Linked DNA regions of Macaca mulatta: region 1 is linked to region 2. A link is a contact called in public Hi-C data. All regions are on one chromosome and are shown on one strand. The core of a region is the stretch at or near the end of the contact, and the rest is flanking DNA. Distances in the headings are between cores, read along the strand shown. Region 1 overlaps PDHX (pyruvate dehydrogenase complex component X). Region 2 has its middle 110 kb from the start of CD44.

The links. Hi-C and Micro-C count contacts between places; a contact is called where the count stands out from the background.
Region 1: a Hi-C map of blood shows a contact between it and region 2, with 2.7 times the contacts expected there. The contact joins two enhancer-like sites. A contact is called at or near these places in 3 of 14 Hi-C or Micro-C datasets (blood, cortical neurons and sperm).

Annotation. Positions count from the first base shown.
Region 1 is chr14:30,281,432-30,285,424 of T2T-MMU8v2.0, reverse strand. All of the region lies in intron 10 of PDHX (pyruvate dehydrogenase complex component X), which reads left to right. Among named protein-coding and RNA genes, the nearest start is that of PDHX, 71 kb to the left of the region's middle. Within about 2 kb of position 2,059, at least 6 of the 40 cell types and tissues checked have an H3K27ac peak or open chromatin away from gene starts, as enhancers often do.
Region 2 is chr14:30,040,593-30,044,683 of T2T-MMU8v2.0, reverse strand. No RefSeq gene overlaps it. Among named protein-coding and RNA genes, the nearest start is that of CD44, 110 kb to the left of the region's middle. Within about 2 kb of position 2,818, at least 13 of the 40 cell types and tissues checked have an H3K27ac peak or open chromatin away from gene starts, as enhancers often do.

The DNA of each region.
Region 1 (3,993 bases), core at 810-3,309, 240 kb before region 2:
CTTTTGGCAACTCTGCTATAACTGTCAAGATAACTGTATTTAAATTGGACGGTAATGAATGATAATTTAACTTGTCACAAAAAGATTTGTTAGTGTCGGCTGACATGAATCACCAGAAGGAAGTCTATAGTACAAGTTGTGTGGTATGACATGATGAATTATAAACCCTAACAGAAGAGCCTTCTAAAATAATTAGCACCCTGGTGTATTAATTGTTAAGAAAATGCTTAATCCAACTATCCAACTCAGTTTAACAAGCCATTTTTAAAAAGTCTTCAAAACTTTCGTCATATTAACAGTTACACTGAAAATTATAACCAAGTGCTATTTTCAAAATAATTTTTATGTTAAATTATTTCCAAGGTCAGTTTTAATCGAAATTATTATTATTTTTTTTTCTTGAGACAGAGTCTTGCTCTGTGGCCCAGGCTGTAGTGCAGTGGTATGATCACAGATCACTGCAACCTCGACCTCCTAGGCTCAAGTGATCCTCCTGCCTCAGCCTCCCGAGTAGCTGAGGACTGCAGGCATGTGTCACCATGCCTGGCTAATTTTTCTATTTTTTTTTAGAGACAGGGTCTTGCCATGTTGCCCAGGCTGGTCTCAAACTCCTGGGCTCAAGCAGTTGACCCACCTTGGCCTCCCAAAGTGCTGGGATTACACAGGCATAAGCTACTGTGCTGGGCCATTGTTTTTGTTGTTGTTGTTTGTTTGTTTTAATTTTTATATCTGAGGAACAGAACATGATGAGGCAACCTTAAATAAGCCTGGCTCAGAGTTCTGCTTTTCATGAACTGACATACATAAGCAGTAGTGCATCTGTTTCCCTGTAGGTGAAATGGGCATTAATATTTACTCAGCCTGCTTTAGAGAGTTGAACTGTACAAGGGAAATAGCTGTATAAATTTAAGATGTTTTAATTCTTCATGGACCTCACAGTCAGGCTTTTCATATAATCACCTGCCTCTCATGGTTTGACTTCTCAACTTTTGGTACAAATGCTTGTTCATTATGACCAAAAATATTTTCTCTGGTATTTCTATACTGATGAGGTGGTTTAGATAAGGAAGTTTTCATTTCTAAAAAGAATTTTGTTGTAGTTTGAGATCAAAGAATAACACTGAGAAAGGAGTTTGGTACACTTGGTTTGAACTGTGTGCTACACTATCAGGCCCCTTTCACATTATACTACTAATTTATTTATAATAGGTATCACACCGAGAGGATATAAAAATAATTTCTACCTCTTCATTTTTGTTTCTTGTTTGAACAGAGAAAATGACTAAAATATTGGGAATACTTCTAAGGAAAAGTCAACACATATTCCAGTCAACACTTAGATGTGAAAATATCAATGAATATTAGAATTTATAAGTCAGAATGGCTCTGCTCACTGATTGCAATTTTTAGTTACATTAACTATTTTGTGCTAAATTTAAGTCATTGGTATACAACTGGCCAGACCCCTTGGTTTGAAACATTACTAAGAACTTTATATATACTGTTAATGGGTGTTTTATATAGTGTTGAATGAAACTTTCATTTTTAGATTTTTAAAAAATATTTTGCACTTTGGGCTTAATTTTACACTAAATTGTATCGGCCAGCCTACGGGCATTATGCTAAATGTAAATCTAGTTCTTGGTTAAGCTTTTATTGAAAGATAGGTGGTGCTGTAAGTTAATATATTGTAGTGAAAGTGTGGGAGAAAAGTTAAATTGGCACTTAAATCTTAGTTTTCAAGGAAAACGTGTCCTTCACATACGGCATTATGATGGACTTTGTCTCAGGTGAAGTGAAGAAGTGAAAGAATCAAGTGTATGGCCGGTAAGAACTAACCATTAATTTAAATGGGATGCTATTAGTTGGAAACTTTTACTGATTTTTGAAGAAGGAAGTGACAGTGCAGATTTACTTTTATCAGTCTGGCCATAATGTGCAAGTCAGTAGGTCAAAACCGGGAGAGGATAGCAGTCATCAGAAAAGAACTGGAAGATTTTGCCATAATGAAAGCGTAAGTTGATTAGGATCTGTACTAGGTCAGTGTCTTTAAAGGAGAAAATGGGTAAAAATTGACATGTTACCATGCTATGGTGTCTTATGAATATACAGGGTAGATGTATTCAGTCAGATAATGCACTTAAACTATAGATAAGTGATGGAATTTCCCATCCAAAACACAGTCCTCCATGGCTCACGTTCACTAGTATGAAAAGGAGTAAGATTCCAGTAAGTTATGTACAGCAAATAGTATATTTCAGTAGACATTTAAACTTTTCGTGAATAGAAAAGCCAATAGTCTTTCTATAAAATCATTTTACTTAGTTTTATATTACAAAAATGTGTGTGTGTGTGTGTGTGTGTGTTTACATTGGTTTCAGGAGATGGGGGCAGACAGGGTTGGAGGGAGGATATAGTTTGTCTAGACTTGTAATATTGAAGCACCATTTAATTGAAACTATAAGGTATGCAGATGTATTTTGAAAAATTATTACCCTCTCTTAATGGCAGTCTTTTGTTTCTTTGATCATATGAATTTTATTTTCACATTCTATCCTTATCTTTGCTTTTTTTGCAAGAAGTCCAAGCAGCTTTCTTCCTGGGAAAATGAATGTTTTGTAAATCTCTCAGTTTAACCTCTGTTGTATGATATATACCATTAAGGAAAATGGGTTTTCATTAAAAGTTGAGAAACTTAGCAAAATCATTAATTAGTCATGATTTGTTTTTTTTTTTCCATACCTAAAATGTATATTTTAAAATTTCTTAGTTTATGAAATTCTGTCACTCCTATTACTAAAAGATGAGCCTTTTTTAAAGATGAGACTCTTGTGATCAAGTGGAATAACATTGATTATAGCACTTTATAAAGCATAAAGTATTATGGAAATGTAAAATGTTAAATTTAAATTTTTAATCTCATAAATTGCACTTAGTAGCTCATCAGTCTGATGGGGAATGGTATTTATCAGAAACTTATAAGATGGTACTTAATACCATAACTTAATAAGTTATTCTTCCCAGTAGAACTACTAGTTGTTGTACATAACTTTGTCTCCCAAGTTTGCATACTCTTAAAATCAAGACTATTTTAAGCCTAATTTCAGCTTTGTAAGTTACTGTGCTCTTGGCAAAACCTTATTTCTGTGCCTCAGTATTCTTACCTATAAAATGAGGAAGCAAAGGGGGAAATTAATCACTGTACTGGTTGCTTATCTTTTTAAATTTCCTCAGTTATATGTGGGAAGTGTATGCTACTTATCAATCATCATGGATGATGTAACGTTTACCTCCCACATAGAATTTCAGAGATTACACATAGAAATTCAGATATTATGTAAATTGACCAAAGCTCAAAAGTGCTACAACTGGGATTTGAACCCAGATCTGTGCAGCACCAAAGCTCAAGCTCACTACATTGCAATATATAGCCTTCTGAGTTGTGTTGCTACAGCTGGAAGTTCTGTATGCAAAGAGTGTTTTCCACCTATAATAACTGAAGGTCCTGAGGTCCTGTTCTTCTGTATTAAAGCTAATGTGTTTATGACCTAACCACTTTTAAAATCAATTCATATTTTCTCTGTAGTGGCTCTCTTTGTGCCTTTCTAGTAAGTGTGCAGAAAGTACTGAGGGATTTTGTTGTTGTTGTTTTCATTATGGACAGCTCTTAACCTGAAATAACTAATGTTAAGTGTCATCACTTGTACCTCTAAGTAGAAAAATAGAATCTTATGGGGCTTAGTGCCTCTAGGTATTAAAAAAATGACCTAGAAGCTGCTACTTTTAATAAATAGGTGATTCTTGTCCAAGTTAAGACCAGAAGTGGTTACCATAGTTTTCATTTCCGAGGCCTCAGGCTTCTATATTGATTACTGTATCAGCCATGGTCTAAACAGTTAGGGTTCAGTAGTTTATGGTGGAGTTCATTGGGTCACCAGGTTGGATCTGTTCATAGTTGTCAAGTGAACGGGAAGCAACCATCCAGGGCACATG
Region 2 (4,091 bases), core at 1,569-4,068:
ACTGGCTGGGGCCAACCAGTATGGGTACATCTATGGGTTCCAGTTATTTTTTGAGATCTCCTCTTTACCATACATGGATTTCATGATTCTAGGGGTCAGGCAAGTAGATAATGCAGGACCCTATGGGATAACAAGCATGACCAATCTTCTTTGAATGCCCTAAAGCCCCATGCATAATTAGGACTCCAAAATTAGATATCAAGGGAAGTTGCACCCAGCACAGAGGTTCAACCAACATAAGAAACTGATAATGTGACAATATATACTCTCTGGGTCATTTGAGAAAACAGAGGGAGTATAGTAGGAAGCATTGAAACTAGAAAGACTTTCAGGTCAGCTTCTTCTTAGGTGTGCATGTTTCCTTCTCTGAATCTCAATTTCCTTATCTTCAAAATGGGGAGAGTAATAGTAACTACTTCACAGAGCTGTTTTGAAGACTAAAGAACCTACATAAGAGCCTGCCACATAGCAGGCATGTGGGGAATGGGATATTTAGGAGATGCTGTTGGTGCTCTGCCCAGACATCCTTCCTGTATTGGTGCACTCATGGCCTAACTGCTGTGTTGACAGCTAACAACTTGCAGCTGGCCCCTCTCCAGCAAACGGCTTTCTGCAGATGGGAGCTGCCTCACCCTGGAGGTTATGCCTCCTTCCCATAGGTAGCCCACAGCCAATGACTGACTGATAATGAGTGCTCAAAGATAAGCCTCGTTTCCTCAAGGGGACAACTCAAAGTTATATTTTTCCTGAGACTGTCTTCCTGTACAGCTCTTTCCCTTCCCTGTCCTGCTCTCCTTGTGCCCTTACAGGCCCTCCTGAGAAATACTCCCTCAAGAAAATCTTGTGAATTTGAATTTTGTCACAGGGATCCCCACCTAAGACAATTAATAATTGCATTATTATTAATATTATTATTAATTGATTTACTATTAATAGTAAATAGCAGTCTTAAGGTTGTGGTGATGCCTTGAGCTGCTGAAAACTACAGAAGGCACCATTTTGAGATGATTCTAGCATAGCCACAGAGAAGCTCCCTCAACCTAAAAGCTCCCAGAAGTTCCTCCTGAGATCTGCTCTTGGAAGAGCAAGAACATTTGTGAAAGAACACAGGGCAAAGAATAAAGGGATGATGGGAAGGAGAGCTGCTGGGAATTGATCAGCTAAGGGCATTCTGGAGGGTCCTTCTGGGTGGGTACATTCCACAGAAATGGCCTTTCTCACGGAGTCCATCCAAGGCTGTGAGCTGGGGACTCCCCGAGGGACTCCACCAGTGAGTAAAAGAATTCTGGATGTCCTGTTTCCCATTGGAAGGGTCAGCTCAGGCTCCCATCTCAGTGAGAGGCCACTTGGGCCAGGCTGAAACTCACTTCATTTCCCTGAAGAAATGCAGTGCCTTCTCTCACTGCTAAGCCTCAAAAACTTGGCAAGTAACTGAAGACATTTGGAACATCAGATAATGCAAACTTGTAATGACCATGAAGCTCCTCTAGATGAAAGGTGGGGTTATCTCAGGCTAGGTCAAGAAAGCTCATGGTCTACTAACAAAGCTCAGATTGGGGGGAGGGCAGCTGAACTATGGGTTACATGCTGGTGTCCATGATATGGTTGAGAAAAAGGCCAAATTGGGAGAGAGGAGGCATGACTTCTTCCAGCTTGGTCACAAAGAGGTGGTGATTGGTAATGTTAAGGATGAAAACAGTGATGATGAGGAGGATGATGAGGATGATGGTGGTAACTATCACTGACTGAGCCCTTATTATGTGCCAAGTACTGCACTAACTACTTTATGAATATTCTCATATGAAAATCTCTATCTCATAGGCATGACTAGCCCCATTCCACAGATGAAGCAATTGAGGCTAAGTTAACAATCCAATCACCCACAGCTAGGAAAGGGATGGAACCAGGACTTAACCTTGGTTTGTAACTGAGTTACCTCTAGTTCATTTAAACTAAGATATCTGCTTCCTCATCTGCAAAAAAAAAGCACAGGCTGACAATCTGGCTTTACAATCTGGAATGATCTCTGCTCTCATCACCATGATGAAAGGAAAGTTTAGGATCAGGTGGAGAAGGAAGATGGTGTTCTGATGGAACTGTTCATTCAGAGGAAAGCAGTTGGGAAATTCTGCGGCTCCTCCCTTTGTGAGCAATGTGTTATTCAGGCCTGGAAAACATCTGAGAAGTGACAGAAGCTGTTCAAGAATTCCAGGGGAGTCAGGTCACTCAACAAAAGGAGTGAGGAACAGATGACTGCAATTCTAAATTTGTCTTTTTTTCCTTAACTGGAAGCCACTAGATTTTTCCAGACAATATTTGGAAGGCTAAATCTGATTACCCCAAATAACAGACATAAAAAGATGTTGAGATTTTACATATTCATTCAGTTGGTAAAAAGGAAAGGGAGAACCGTGAAATAATGTTTTATTTATCTGCTTCATGGAATTCTTCAGAGTTTAATGTCGCTGCTTTTAAATGTTTGAGAGTAAAAACAGGATTTGCATTGGATGGCTTTATTCTTTTTATATTCTTTTTGGATAAGCTGTGTAGACCCAGTCTACCCTCTGGAATTTGAGCCTGACTCTGTGGCTCAGTTTTTCTTAGGACAACATGGGAATTAAATATGGTCTTTCACTGCCTCGGTGGAAGAATGAATTAATTGAACTTTGAAAACTACCAGGGCGAAGAATTATTGAGCTAAAAACATTTGTGTTGTTGCCAGGGACTCCACAGTCTTCTCTCCTTGCTCAACCCATGTCAAACGTGTGGGCATCTCCACCCACACCTTCCTGTCTGGGCTGAAATGTGACAAGTGGGGAAAGCTTCTGATGAAAGCTTTCCTGGAGGTGCCGGAACCCTCTGTCACCTGTGGTTCTTTGCTATACAGAACACTGGCATCCTGTTTACGTCATTGTGCCTGGAAGGAGATGTCCACACTGGGGCCAGTGCCTTAGCTGGCAGGCCTCATAGTTCACCCTCTTTACAGGTATTGCCCTTTGTGGTTCTATAGTCCTCCATCACAGGGCAGGGGGTTGCATTGGACTGAATGTTTGTTTTTACCCCAAAATTTATAAGTTGAAATCCAAACCCTCAAGGTGATAGTATTAAGAGGTGGGGCCTTTCGGAAGTGATTAGGTCATGAGGATAGATTCCTCATGAATGGGATTAGAGCCCTTATAAAAATGACCTCAGATAGCTCCCCTGCCCTCTTTCTGCCATGTGAGGATATAAGGAGAAACTCAGAAGAGGGCCCTCCCCAGAAAACACCATGCTGCCACGCTGAGCTCACACTGCAAGCCTCCTCAACTGCAAGGCATCAATTTCTGTACCTGATAAAGCACTCAGCCTATAGGGTTCTCACAGCCAGAACTAAGTTGGGGATGTGGCTGAAGGGGCTCCTGGTGGTTCTTGCGATAGGTGGAGAGACCTTTTTGTGACTTCCTGTAACTTCCTCTGTTAACTGACAATTCACATCAAAGCAAATAGCCCACTGATGTCTGGTGGAGGCTGCTGGGCCTCACACATTATCGGTCAAAGAAGAGATCAAAGATGAAGTGGGCCCTGTTTTGCTCCCATTAGATTTGTGCTCAAAGGCCTCACCATTTGAGCCTGAGGAAAGAAGGCTTCAGCCTTGCAACTTACACTCCTCTCCTAAAAATGGTCTGGTTTTGCTTGTCTCAGTATCCATGTTGGGAAGATGGACCCATAATACAGCCAGTAATGTATGGATCACTAGGAGATTACTAGCAATGCATGGATCACTAGGGGACTAGTAGCGGTGCATGGATCACCAGGGTACTACTAGCAGTGCATGAATCACCAGGGGATTACTAGCAGTGCATGGATTATTAGGGGATTATTAGCAGTGCATGGATCAACAGGGGATTACTAGCAGTGCATGGATTACTAGCGGATTACTAGCAGTGCATGGATCAACAGGGAATTATTAGCAGTGTGTGGCTCACTTGGGGAATACTAGCAGTGCACGAATTACTAGGAGTGTCAAATGGTTCACAAGTGGACTCACTGATGGGGCTAAGGACAAATGGGCAGAAGATTTGAACAGGAACTTTTCAGTCACATACACATAC